4 separate regions of the Mus musculus genome follow, and all the other regions are linked to region 1. A link is a contact called in public HiChIP or PLAC-seq and promoter capture Hi-C data. All regions are on one chromosome and are shown on one strand. Each heading gives the region's core, a stretch centred on a gene start, on an enhancer-like site or on the middle of the called end of the contact. The rest is flanking DNA. Distances are from core to core; before and after follow the strand shown. Region 1 holds the start of Hps4 (HPS4, biogenesis of lysosomal organelles complex 3 subunit 2). Region 2 holds the start of Coro1c (coronin, actin binding protein 1C). Region 3 holds the start of Pus1 (pseudouridine synthase 1). Region 4 holds the start of Sart3 (squamous cell carcinoma antigen recognized by T cells 3).

The links. Promoter capture Hi-C pulls out the DNA fragments that hold promoters and counts their contacts. HiChIP or PLAC-seq counts read pairs in DNA pulled down with a chosen protein or histone mark.
Region 2: a contact with region 1 is called in a promoter capture Hi-C map of pre-B cells, with 3 times the contacts expected there. The contact joins the promoter of Coro1c here to the promoter of Hps4 in region 1. A contact is called at or near these places in 2 of 39 promoter capture datasets (the 3T3-L1 cell line and pre-B cells).
Region 3: a promoter capture Hi-C map of pre-B cells shows a contact between it and region 1, with 3 times the contacts expected there. The contact joins the promoter of Pus1 here to the promoter of Hps4 in region 1. A contact is called at or near these places in 2 of 39 promoter capture datasets (liver and pre-B cells), 1 of 484 Hi-C or Micro-C datasets (CD4 T cells) and 2 of 9 other capture datasets (adipose tissue and liver).
Region 4: a contact with region 1 is called in an H3K27ac HiChIP or PLAC-seq map of T-cell acute lymphoblastic leukemia, with 5 times the contacts expected there. The contact joins the promoter of Sart3 here to the promoter of Hps4 in region 1. A contact is called at or near these places in 2 of 39 promoter capture datasets (the 3T3-L1 cell line and liver), 2 of 484 Hi-C or Micro-C datasets (the G1E-ER4 cell line and rod photoreceptor), 3 of 115 datasets of contacts at active chromatin or transcription factors (the SCID.adh cell line, T-cell acute lymphoblastic leukemia and large pre-B cells) and 1 of 9 other capture datasets (adipose tissue).

What each region holds. Positions count from the first base shown.
Region 1 is chr5:112,341,352-112,344,551 of GRCm38.p6, forward strand. Hps4 (HPS4, biogenesis of lysosomal organelles complex 3 subunit 2) reads left to right here and starts at 1,744. Exons shown (of 14, transcript NM_001359853.1): 1 at 1,744-1,812; 2 at 2,693-3,200. Srrd (SRR1 domain containing) reads right to left here and starts at 1,689. Exons shown (of 7, transcript NM_001359388.1): 1 at 1,524-1,689. The coding sequence starts at 1,672.
Region 2 is chr5:113,907,359-113,910,430 of GRCm38.p6, forward strand. It overlaps Coro1c (coronin, actin binding protein 1C), which reads right to left and starts at 1,348. Exons shown (of 11, transcript NM_011779.3): 1 at 1,253-1,348.
Region 3 is chr5:110,779,342-110,782,628 of GRCm38.p6, forward strand. Pus1 (pseudouridine synthase 1) reads right to left here and starts at 1,255. Exons shown (of 6, transcript NM_019700.4): 1 at 899-1,255; 2 at 346-556. The coding sequence starts at 978. It overlaps Gm26515 (a long non-coding RNA gene), which reads left to right and starts at 552. Exons shown (of 2, transcript XR_389515.4): 1 at 552-814; 2 at 1,165-1,723.
Region 4 is chr5:113,770,865-113,773,858 of GRCm38.p6, forward strand. It overlaps Sart3 (squamous cell carcinoma antigen recognized by T cells 3), which reads right to left and starts at 1,536. Exons shown (of 19, transcript NM_016926.2): 1 at 457-1,536. The coding sequence starts at 771. It overlaps Iscu (iron-sulfur cluster assembly enzyme), which reads left to right and starts at 1,937. Exons shown (of 5, transcript NM_025526.5): 1 at 1,937-2,080. The coding sequence starts at 1,964.

The sequences.
Region 1 (3,200 bases), core at 494-2,993:
TCTACTACTTTGGCATGGCAGAGATGCAGTTCAATAAATAAAGTCCTCAGACTTTCCCTTTATGATGGGAGTGTCCTCTCAAGACTGGAGAGTAGCAGGGGGAAATGAATGAGCTACTCAGCAGGAACTCAATAGCTTCCCCACTATAAATAACGGTAAAAAGAAGGTCAAAGAGGAAGTCCAAGGGTCTGGTCAGCTGGTTTCCACAGCCTAAGGCAGAACAATCAACAGTGAATTTAAGTATGCCAGAGGCAATGTTTAGGGACAAAGAGGAGAGAAACTGCCCCCAGGCGACCTACATTCTTCTAAGGAAAGAAGTGCCCGATAAATCAAAGTACTCTGTAATATTCTAAGTAGCCCTGAATCAGATTCTCTATGCTCAGGAGTGATAACCACACCCCTGGAAGGATGCTGGGAGAAGCAGGGCATTCTGGGAGATTCTGAAGCAGCTGAGGAAACAATGACTATCTGGTGTGCGCCTTGAAGAGTTCAGGTCCTAGACACCTATGTCTCACTAATCTCGAGACTTTAAGGCACTGCTTGCTTCTATCTGTCCTCTCAGCTGCACCGCCAGTAATTTATGTTCAGAGGTAACTTCTGGGTCACCAATGCTTTTTAAGTGTAACTTGCCCCCCTCATCACAGCCCTTCTGACCCATACAAAATGCTACCAACATTTCTAACTTAGCCCTGTAAGACCAAAACTAGAAAAGGCAAGAACACGGTGTAGCCTGTGTATGGTGGGCACCGTCTATGTGCCCTGTAAGAAGGTACAGACCAAGTGCTGGGGAGATGGATGTAACATAATAGAGTACATGATAATGATTAGGTGGAAGCATGGGGTTTGAAGTCACCAAGGCCTGGGCCTGAAACAATGATCTTTGTATGTCTCTCGGAGTGCCCAGGATTCCAGTGAGCCTGTGAAATACATAGGCTGCAAAAGTCTGCGCACACAGCTGCTGCTCAGTAAACCATTGATGCAAATGTTGACATCTGTGTTTGCTGCAACCTCGATTTACAATACGGATAATAACCAATGTGGTGTGTGGCCCACAGCAAAGACGGGATATCCTCCAATTCAGGGCTGCTGGGCTAGCCTAAGCTATAGTACAAGATCCCGCCTCCAAATCCAGAGCTGATGATTTATAGGGTAAAGGTTCTTGCCACCAAGCCTCACATTTGAGTTTGATTGTCCTAACCTATGCAGTGAAAGCAGAGGTCTTCTGAGCACCTTCTGACACCCTCCTCCCCCACCTCGAGCTTGGGTGCCAGGGAGTGCTCTACAGTCACATCACACAATCCTCTGAGCATCCCTACGTAATGCTTAAACCCCCATCTCAAAGGTGGCAGACAGGGACACAGGATGATAAACTGCCGCAGCCGCAGCGAATGGGAATGGCAGCTTTACTGAGAGCTTGCTACAGTGACACCGGAGGGAGAACTCAGCCTTTCCCAGCGGGTTGGCACACCCATTTCCAGGTTAGGGACACTGAGGCTGGAGTTGCCTCTCGGCGCTGCACTCACTCGGCCTCCCGCAGGCGGCGTAGCACCGCTTCGCCGTCCGCCTCCGGCTCGGCCCGGGGCCCCTCGCCCGGCCGCGGTCGCCTTCCCGCCGCGCGCTTCCTCCTCCGCGGAGCCACCGCGCTCCAGGGCTCGAGAGCCGCCGCCGCCATGCTCTGACGTCAGCAGAGTGCGCCAGAGCGGCCGCCGTGCCGCCGACGTCACAGGCTGCGTCACACCTCACGTCATCGCCAAGCCCCCACCGGCGGGAGGTGGGTCCGCGCGTGATCGCGGGGCTGCCGGGCGGGCGCAGGTATCGGGGGTTTTCCCGCGGGCGGCCAGACAGAGCCCGGGGTCCCGGTGGGCGGGCGGGCGGGCGAGCCTGATCCACGCGATCGGGCCGCAGGGTTCGGGGCTCCTGACCAGCGAGGGACTTCCCTCCGTCCCCGCGCGCACCCGCACTGTCCCCCTGCCTGTACTCTTAGGGTGTCATGGCCTCTTTAGGTCCCTTACACAATCACTGACCTCATCGGGACCTTTGAGAACTCGCTGTTAGGTCCTCCGAGCAGGCCTCAGGGAATGGGAGGGGTGGTTCCAGGAACAGAGATGCCCTGCACAGTGTGCTCGCCCTGTGTTTGCTGCAGAACGAGGTGTGTGTAGTTGAGGTGACTGATATTTAAGAGGCCTTTTCGGGTTCGTGGGGGATGCCCCTCGGGCACTTCCTTCTTCCTAAGAGAGTTTACTCGCTTTTAAGAGAGGGTCCTGCTTTGTAGCCATAGCTTGCCTGGAACTCAGCAATCTGCCTGTCTATTTCCAGTGCGCTGGGATAAAAGGCCTAAACTACCATGCCTGGCTCCCTCCCTAAGAGACTTCAACGTACTATTTCCACAGGTGGCAGATTGTGGCCAGCTTTAGAGATCCTGTCCTTGAAGGAATTAACCAGAAAAGTGGGATTAAGACTATAGTCTTAATGAAGCCAGGTGGTGGTGGCGCACACTTTTAACCCCAGCACTTGGGAGGCAGAGACAGCCTGAGTCTACAGAGTGAGTTCCAGGACAGCCAGGGCTATACAGAGAAACCCTGTCTCGAAAAAACAAACAAACAAATAAACAAAACAAAACAAAGACTATAGATGAAAATGACGGAAGGCTTGTCAAGGAAAAGGATTAAATTATTTTTGTGTTTCCTCCCAGTGTTATCCACACAGTGAAATAAGACTGTCAGAAAATTTCAGCCTCGTGGATAGTAATTTTAATGCCTGTACCACCTGTTTCTGGACAGTTCTCTTGGAGGAGCGAAGAATCAGAGTGAGGCCAAGACTCTTTTCTGGCAGAGTATTCCATGATACACTGAGTTGTCTTCCCCTCTGTCAAAGTTCTCTCTTGCACTCTGAAGGGCTGCGCACATTCTGATTAGGCTCCTGAGTGCCAGTTCCTTAATTTTGGGACCATTTGACTGGTGTGGTCCCTTACACCCAGTACCTTCTACACTCGTCGTCTGGTTTCCCTTCTGCAAAGCTATTTTCTGCTGAAAAAAAAAAAAAGGCCTTTGAAGTATCTGCTACCCGAACTCTTTTTATTCTAAAACACAAGCTCTGAAGGCTGCTTTGAAACCAAGTGTTTATTGAACCTTGTGGGTCACATGAGTGGTCACAGGTTTCTGAAAGAATTGATTCTTTGTTTTTCCTCAGAGCTGAGATAC
Region 2 (3,072 bases), core at 98-2,597, 1.6 Mb after region 1:
GTGTGACACACACTCCCCAAGTCTCCCTAGGTCAGTGTTCTCTAACATGTCCAGAACCAAGCACTGTGTTCAGCTGCTCTGAAGCTGCGGACAGACAGGAATATGAACTACCATTTGCCTTCACACCCGAGAAGGAGGCAGGAAGCAACTACTTGTACTTCATCATGTTCTTCCCTCTACTAGCAGGCCCTGGTGTCAGGGTGCTGCCAGACAAGGACAATAAGACGCTTTATTATATAGGGTGACTAAGAGCCTCGCAAGTACTGTTTTAGAATATAATCCCGGTAGGGAAGGCCACGGGATGGGAGTACAATTATTTCGTGCCAACCATTTCCAAAACTAAACATATTGTGGCCCTGCGAATAAGCACGCTCTGCGGTCAATTCTCTTTCAAATGCTTACAGGAAGCAATTCCGGGAGAGACGAACAACTTGCAATTTGCTTCTCACTCTGAATCCCACGACCGAAATGTGTAGAGCAAGCCGTTCTGACACCACAAAACAAGGGCAGCCTACATGAAGGCCAAATATAGGATGTGATTCTAAACCACGACGGAGAGAAAGCCTGCATTTCCTTTTCCAGCCTGCAAAAAAAAACCCTTTGAACACTCCCAAAAAAGGACGTCGGGGCCGGCACCTCCCTCCGGGAGGAAGCCCCTTTCTTCTCCGAAAGCCCTGCAGCCGGCTACTTCCCCCCAGCTCATTCACATCACTGGAGATAGATAGGGCTGCTGTGCGTACGCCCGCCGGGGGACCGGCGGCAGAGCTGGGCTGGGCGTCCCCACCCTCCACCTCTGATGTCATCCTAGCCATCTCGGCGCGGCTGAGCCCCACCTGCCCCGCGGGTCACTAGGTTCCGCACCCGGGACAGGGTTCCTCCTCCAGGCCACGCCACTGCAGCCCGCCCCCGCCCCAGGTCTTCAGGGTCCAGGAGGCCATGCACTGCGAGCCAGGCGGAGCCCCGCCCGGGCGCGCCCCGCACACCGGGGGTCCCCCGCGGACCCAGCCCCACGTGAGCGCTCGGCCGCAGGCTCTTCGCAGCGCTCAGACACCGCCTCACGGCTGCCGGGCCCACGGCTGCCCGCAGACGGCCATTCCCCAGCCGCAGCGCCCGGGGCATGCGCGTGCGCCCCGCACCACTCGGCGCCGCCGGCTCCTGTCAGCCGAGAGCTTCACACGCGGGGTCCCGGAGGCCGGCCCGCCCGCCCCGGGCTCGCTCCGGAGCTGCCCCGTCCTGAGCGCGCGCTGCTTACCAGAGCCCGGGTGCCTGAGGCGCCGCCGAAGTCCCTGCTGCAAAGCCCCGCGAAGCCTCCAACCGCTGCCGCCTCCCGCCTGGCACTGAGCGCCGCGCGGGGGAGGGGCGCGGCCGCCGCTGCCCAGGCCTTCGCGCGCGCGGGCCCCGCCCCCGCGCCGGGGCCGCGCCCAACCAGCGCCGCCGAACCACGCTTCACCACGCCCACTTCCGGAAGGTCCCGGTTAGATGCCCGGCTCTCCTTAGAGCGCCCCCTGTGGTGGCGCGGGGAGGTGCAAGGAGACTCGGAGCCCACGCCCGCTTTCCGGGGCACTTGAATGGCCGGGTGGCCACGCCCACGGGCTCCTTCCAGCCCCACCCAGGTCTTTAGAACCAGAGCGGGCGTTCTTAAGCTCCACCCACGGCCCTGCAGAGCCTCTCTATGAGGATGGTCGTTTGAGCGCATCTAACTGCCCACCGAGTCCGTGAGCAGGGCTTGGTTTCCCCCCGCCCCCAAAACCTAGCTTCCCCCAGTTGAGCGCCGCAAATCCCCGCTCGGATTTCCTGAAGACCCGGGGAACCTATGATCATCCTATTTGCTGTACCTCAAGCCCCGCCCACAGCCCTGAGCGTACTTAAACCGTAAGCCCCGCCCCAAGTTCTTAGCCCCACCTCCATCAGGGCTGGTTCAACCCTCTCACCCACGCTCTCTCCCACTACTCTCCAGGGCAGGGTGGCAACCCTTGGGCTGGACCACACCTATGAGAGAGAGCTAAGGAGAAGCAATGAAGACTCCCTGGCTAAAGTCCCTCCATATGAGCACGTGGATATGTGTCCTAGCCCTGTTACTCTCAAATGAAGTGACCCAGGGACCATTTCACTCACCTCTTTGGATTTCAGTTTCCTAATCTTGAGTGTAAGGTTATCCCACTATTAGCCAAAGCCCCTTCAGAAATATCAAGCTTTGAAATACCAAGATCTAAGGAAACTGCGTCCAGAGATCTGGGCCAGCTGAGGGGTTGGGCCATTTATTTCCCAAAGCAAGGCATCTTTACAATTCGCAGAGGGATGAATTTTCACTTTGTTTTAGCCTCAGAGATGTCCAGGAATCTGTGGTCGGCATTCAGTGGTAGAACCCCTGAATTCTTGTTGCAGGAATTAAGATAAACTGCCACCTCAAAACAGAAGGCACACGCCTTTAGTCCCAACACTGAGGAGGCTGAGGCAGGTGGATCTCCGTCAGTAGTTCCAGGCCAGCCTGGTCTACATACTGAGTTCCAGGACATCCAGGGATATGTAAAGAAACTCTGTCTCTAAATAAGTAAATAAAATAAAATTAGGCAAAGTGTGTGTGTGTGTGTGTGTGTGTGTGTGTGTGTGTGTAAATTATGTGTTGTGTAAATCTAGGTCTACCAGAATGAAGCAGCTTGCTCAGCAAGTTTTTACTCTCTGCAAAGCTCAATTTTTAAAGATTGGTGTGTTTATTTTACGTGTATGCCTCTGTGTATGTAATTACACCACCTGCATGCAGTGCCCTCATAGGTCAGACCAGACTGAGCTAGCCTGAATCTGGAGTGTCCGCAGGCTGTCAGAGGACTACTGTGGTTCCGGGAACCAGGAGTCCTCTGAAAAAGCAGGAAGTGCTCTTGATTGCAGAACACCTCTCCAGCGGGAGCTAGGTTTCTTTATCTGTGACTACAATAGCAGCCCCTCCCAGGCAGAGCTCAGTTTCTGGCTTCTCTCTCTCTCTCTCTCTCTCTCACACACACACACACACACACACACACACACACACACACACACACACGGCACCTATTGCTGTCAAGGCAGCGACTCAACTGT
Region 3 (3,287 bases), core at 5-2,504, 1.6 Mb before region 1:
AACCTAGCTTGCCCCTGGCCCCTCAGGATGCTGAACAGGTAGCACCTGGCAGCAATCTGGTCCCCACATTCAGTAAATCTGCCCATGTCACACAGTTCCCCAGGTACTGTGCAGGCAGCACCCTAACAATGAAGACTCACTGCTCCCAAGGTCACATGTGAATCAGCTCCCATAGTGGAAGAAAACCACCCAAACCTCTTACGGAGGATTCTGTGGATTTTTGGTTTTTGTTTTGCTTGTTTTTGTTTTTTTTTTTACTGTTTCCTGGGATGGGCCTGGCTCTGAGTAGCATCAGGGAACCAAGGGCTGCCTCAGGTAGGGGCTTCTAGCCGCAGCCCTCCTCACCTGCATGCCGTGGTAGCCCTTGCCCGAGTAGGCCATGAGCAGCACAATTTTTCGCTTTGGCAGCTTGCGTGGGGGCTCTTCATCCTCGCCGCCCTTGACCCTCTTTGCAGGATGCTCCGTCTCCTCCCAGACCCAGCCACCTCGGCCCTTCCTGTCCGGTTGGTGTGAGGCCAGCGCTGGTGGCACCTTGTTTCCAGCCATAGGCGGCAGGCTGAGAAAAACAGGCATGAGTGACCAAGGTGGTAAAAGCGGTTTAAAAAAAAAAAAAAAAAAAACAGAACCCTGCTCTGCCTGCCTCAGCGGTCTCTGAAAGACCTTGCCCAAAGACAAACCAACCAGCCTGGTTCATCAATGACAAGAGTGACTGAGGTTGGACAACAGCGGCAACTCGGGCGGAGTTTGAACTGGACACACAGGGAGGCAGTGCTCTGGCGGGGCAGTACAAGGCAGCGATGGAAACAAGACACAGGTAAGCAAGGAGAGGCAGACAGCTCAGGACAGTCTTGGGTTCTCAGTACAGAGGTCTCAGTACAGAGGTCGCGGAAGTCTTTACCCGGGCACGCGCGGGCCTGGGCGCGCCGTCCACCGTCCCCAGTTTCTCAGCAGTGCGGCCCACAGGCGGGGGAAGCCCATGCGCTGCGGGGTGGCGGGCACCGACCCCGGACCTCAGCGATCCCCTCCGAACTCTGCAGCCCCGAAATCCCTGCCCTGTCTTCCAGATGTCTTGGCTCTGACCCTGCGGCGCCCCAGATCCTAGGCTGACCTGTGACCCCCGCAGCCCCTGCCCACCCCCATCCAACACCACCACCCCGTCCTTAGAGATCGCGCAGCCGGCGCGCTCGAGGAGGGAGGAAAGTCCCGCCGGACCCACTCACGGCGCCGCGGAACCCCCGAAGCTGACCACGTGCACGAAGGCGGAAGCGGGCAACGTTGGAAGGCGGCCGAAGGCGGACAAAAGTCTTTCTGGGACGCGCCTAGCGGGGTGGACCCAGTGGGTGGGGCTTCCCACCAGGATCCAAGCCAGTCTAGATGCCGTTTTCCAGAGAGGGGAAAGGCTCTACGTCGGCGTGGCTTGAAAAGTGAAACAACCTCATTAAAATGTGCAGGTTAGGAATGCACCAGGGAGCCACTCAGCAGGTAATAACTGCAGATGCATAGATAGTCCCAGCACCGACTCAGTGCTACTGAGCAGGCCCTTGCCTGGCCCATGGCACCAACCCTGGCATTGGGAGGTCACAGATGCTCTCGCAGTTACACCACTGGCTTTGTGGTGTGTGGACCATCAAGTTTCCCAGCATTTGTTATTTCCAGAAGCTGCTCCAATTTCCGGACGCTGTTGTGTTTAATGACATAAAACCTTCTCATTATGTAGCCCTGACCCGCCTGGAAATCTCTCTCGTATATATCCTCCCAGATGCTGGGATTAAAGGTGTGTACCACCATACACAGCTCCTGTCCTCCAACTTTTGGCAACCCTCCAGCCTCAGCCTCCCAAGAGCTGGGATTACAAATGTGAGTCACCACATCTGACTTCACACGTTACTCTTATTTTTCTAATTTTGCCAAAGAGTGATGCACAAACAACATGAAACCTGGACATGCAGCCATGGGCACCTAAGCCCCAGTTCCTTCTCTGTGACTTCATTCCCCCCATTTTCAGGCTGTCTGATTCACCCTGAGCATTCTCACCTTTGAGAATGTATGTACCTTTGTCACTCTTCCAGAGATGAGGAGTTTTGCCAATCCCTGCTTCCATCCTTGCAGCCGCTCGTCCTTCCTACACCCATCTGGCTGACCCGGGATACTCCCCTGCTCAGACTCTTGGCTTCATTAGGTTTAAAGCCACACACGGAGACTTGGGGAACTGGGCTGGACACTTCTGAGGACCATGACTTGAGGTGACCACAGCTTGAAATGGGATAGGGAGCCTCATGTGTATGCAGGGGGAAAAACATAATCCAAGGGGACTAGGGACCAGTGCAAAGGCCCAGGGGCAGCAGTGTGCCACAGTGTGGCCAACCTAGCTCAGAACCTGCTCCTTCCTATAGGTAGAGTAATAGGGGCCAGCATTGACACTTCTGGAGTCTACAGTTAGGGAAACCACAGGGATGTCTGGTAACAGAAAGTAGTAGAAACAAAACCAGGAATCAGTAGCCTTATGGGTCTTGGCTGTGATCCCTATTCAATTGGGATCCCACTGGGCGTTGGGAGGCAAAGCCTCACAAAGGGACCTGGGGAAGAAGGGCTAACAGGAAGAAGGAACTGCCTGTGCTGAAGACTTCCAGATAGTTCACTCCACCCTGGTTCCGCACGTACTGGGGAAGGGCCCCCACGGAAAGTCCTTCCACCCCAGTATCTCTTCCTTCACCTTGCTACAGAAAGCCTTGATGTGTGTGTCTGCTGTCTAGGTGTGGCCTCTCCCTTTGATATGAGCGTGTCATGGAAGCAACCATGCAGGTCCCTAGATGTGGGAGGCATGAAGGTCTTTGTGCTCACAGATAAATACTAGCAGAATCCAGAAAGTTAAACACGCATGGTTATTCCTTCAAGGGAAGGAAATGCAAACCCTGTTTTCTGCCCAGAAGGCTGAGTCACCTTTGTGCTGTAAAAGTGCTACAGACATTTCTGGCACTGCACCTTTCTCCAGACCCCTGTCGTAAATTTGTTTTTCTCCATCAATCTATAGAACCTATCAGTATAGACTTTACAGAGTTTCAATGTAGTCATGTCCTATCTGTATTTAGCTCCCTTTGTTACTCAAGGAGCTTTATGTATGCATTGTTGTACATGTGGATTTGCGTCAATTACCACCAGAATTATTTTCATCAAACTGTGCCATGCTTGTACATGCCTAAAAGAAACCACGTGTTGTCAGACTCCAGAAGTTCAAACCAACAATGGCTACTGAGTTCTGTAGAACTGAACCGCCTCCTTGCCTCACA
Region 4 (2,994 bases), core at 286-2,785, 1.4 Mb after region 1:
GTCTCGGAAAAAAAAAAAAAAAAGAGTGACAGTCCGGGGCTGGAGAGATGGCTCCGCCGCCACACCTGATGACCAAGAGTTCAATCCCCGGAACACACATGGTTAAAAGACAACCGTGTCCACGCAGGCATACAAGCACAAGTTTAAAATAAGAAGAAAAAAAAGAGAGAGTAAAAGCTTAAAAAGATAAACACTCTCAGGTGCGGTGGCACCTTGTGCAGGAGCCCCCTCAACGAGCCTCAGTTTCCCGGGGAAACCGGATTAAACACTATTCAATGGAATACTTTAGGGACGCCCTGGGCGCGCACTGAGCCGGGGACGCGGGGACTCACGGTGGCTCACGGCGTCCCGGCGACCTCAGCGGTCTCCATAACCACGGAGGACCGAGGGGGCGGGCCGGGCCTGGGGACCCGAAGGGAGGAAGGGAGCCCGCCGCCGCCACCCAGGCCGGCCAACCTGCTCCTCCAGCCGCTCGATCTCCAGCTGGTTCTTCTCCTCCTCCTCGTCGTACTCCCACTCGTCCTCCCCGGCGGAGCTCTCGGCGGAGGAAGCCATGGCGTCCTCCTCATCCCCATCGCTCCCGCTCGCGCCTTCCCGCTGCAGGTCCCATCCGGGGCCCTTGGCCTCCGCCGCCTCCGCGGCCACAGCGCCGGACAGCACCTTCCGCTGCACACCGGCCGGCTTCGCCTCATCCTCTTCTCCCTCGGCCTCAGGCCCGGCCTGGGGCTCAACCTCCGGCTCGGACGCCGAAGATGCGGCCGTCGTCGCCATCTTGCGCAGCCCGCGACTCTCGGGTCTTCCCTCGCCCGCCGAAGCCCGGCGAGCATCGGGCTGTCCGCGGCGTCTGCCTGATCAAAACTCCGCTCGGCCACCAGCGGGAGCGTCGCGGACGGCCTCAGGGAGCAGGAAGCTGTGGAGAATCCACCGCTGATGCTATCCTTTAGCGCCTCCAGACGCCACCGTCAGAAGAAAAGGCTCACGAGCATAACCTGCGTCCGGCTACAACCGTGGACAGCTGTCGGGTCTTTGGGCCGGAAGTGGCAGCCACAGCTGAAGTGGTGCGTGCGTGATGTCCGTAGTTAAGGTCGAGGCGCCATCTTAGGAAGGTCAAAGTCGTCGCTTTGGACTAAAGACCTTCTGTAAGGCTCGGCCGGCTCCGGTGCGTGGTTGTTTCCCGGCAACCGACCCTCAAGTGCGGACAAGATTGCAGTTCCTCCGCGATCGGATGCACCATCTCATGGGAAAAGTCTCATCTCTCGAATAAAGCTCCCTCCCCTTTGTAACACCTAGTACCTCGTAGTTGTGTTAAACGAGTCGCTTTTGTGGATTTTTATAGTCAATGATAATACATTACAATAAGTATTGATTCGGAATGATGTGCATGGCGGTAAAACAAACGTAGGTGTCGAGGGATGGGGTTCGTTTCTCTTATACCCCTCGTTCTCGAGGTCGGAAAAGCGTTGCTGTTTCCCTCTGCACTGCCTTTCCCCTTCATCAACAAGGTTAACGAGCCAGAAATCGCGTCCGTTTTGCTCCCAGGATTTTTTTTTTTTTTTTTTTTTTAGTGACACCTAGAGTACACTTAATATGCATTTGCTCCATGGGTGAAACGGCTACCTCGGAATTAGTAAAAAAAAAAAAAAAAAAAAAAAAGGAAGAAAGAGAGAGAGAAAGAAAGAAAAGGAACTCCACAGCCTGAACAAAAGTCTACCAGGGACGTATGCATGATCGAATCATAAACACGCCTGAAACCGAGCATCCCCACGCCCATCGCAGCACCAGACAACCTTGCACGCCGCTTCGGACCTTCCCGCTCTGCGCCTGGCCACGCCCCTTCCGAGGGCGCGGTCAGAGGGGGCGTAGCCGGGCCGAGACGCCAGCGCAAGCGCCGAGCTGCGGTGACGTCGAACGGGCGCGCCATCCCTCCGGCGTCGCCGAGGTCGACGCAGCTCAAGCCGGCAGGATGGCGGCGGCCACGGGAGCTGGCCGTCTGAGGCGGGCGGCGTCGGCGCTGCTGCTGCGGAGCCCGCGCCTGCCCGCCCGGGAGCTGTCGGCTCCGGCCAGGCTCTACCACAAGAAGGTATGGGCGGGCGAGGGGGTGCGCGAACCATCGAGGGGACCTGCCGCCGTTGCGCAGATCACCAGCACCGAGGAGCCCCGCGGCCGCCTCTGCCCCGCCGCGGCCGTCACTCCGAGTGTCCCAAGGCTGACAGCCCAGAAGGGAGGGTCCGGGTATGTCGTGCCGGGGGTCAAGGGGCAGCACGCACACACACACACACACACACACACACACACACGCATGCTTGAGCACACTCGACAGCACCAGCGTCCTCCCCAGCTAAGCCATTGCCCTGGCCAGATGGCCTTGATCAAGTCACTGGTCCCCTCCCATCCTTTCTCTCAGACCTGACAGGAGTCTTCTGAAGTCCCCGTACGTGGAGCGCTCGGTCCAACCAAGGGAAACCACTGATGGCGATTTATTTACTCTTTTAGGAGCCGATGGCCTCGAGCTCAGCCAAGCACCTAGCCCAACATTAAAACTTCGGTTCTCAGTTGTGTGTTTATTGGTAGGGAGCAGAAAGTATAGAAGAAGAGTAGTTTGCGGGCCCCCACGCTTTTAGGGACGTTAAAATCCTCTTGACAGGAGACTCACTCCGAAAAACAAGGCTACCGCAGATGTACAAGACACTCCCTCCCCCCCCCCCCAAAGTCCTTGATTAGATGATGCGTTATGGGGGCTCAGGGCTTAGACTCAATCTGCAGATGAGGGTGCCTCCTGGTAACTAGCGGGAGAAAGCTCGGTTATTAAATCTTAGTGTGTCCCTGACTTTAACAGCTGCTTGTTCTGTTCTGGCTTGGGTGCTCTTGCCCAAGGCCTTCTACCCCAAAGGGAAGGTTGTTTTGTTGACATTATAGCTGCAGGACCTTGACGGGCTGGCAGCCTTAAGGCACCAGGGGGCGCTCCTGCCACAGGGTAGCGCTGTGTTTATGTTT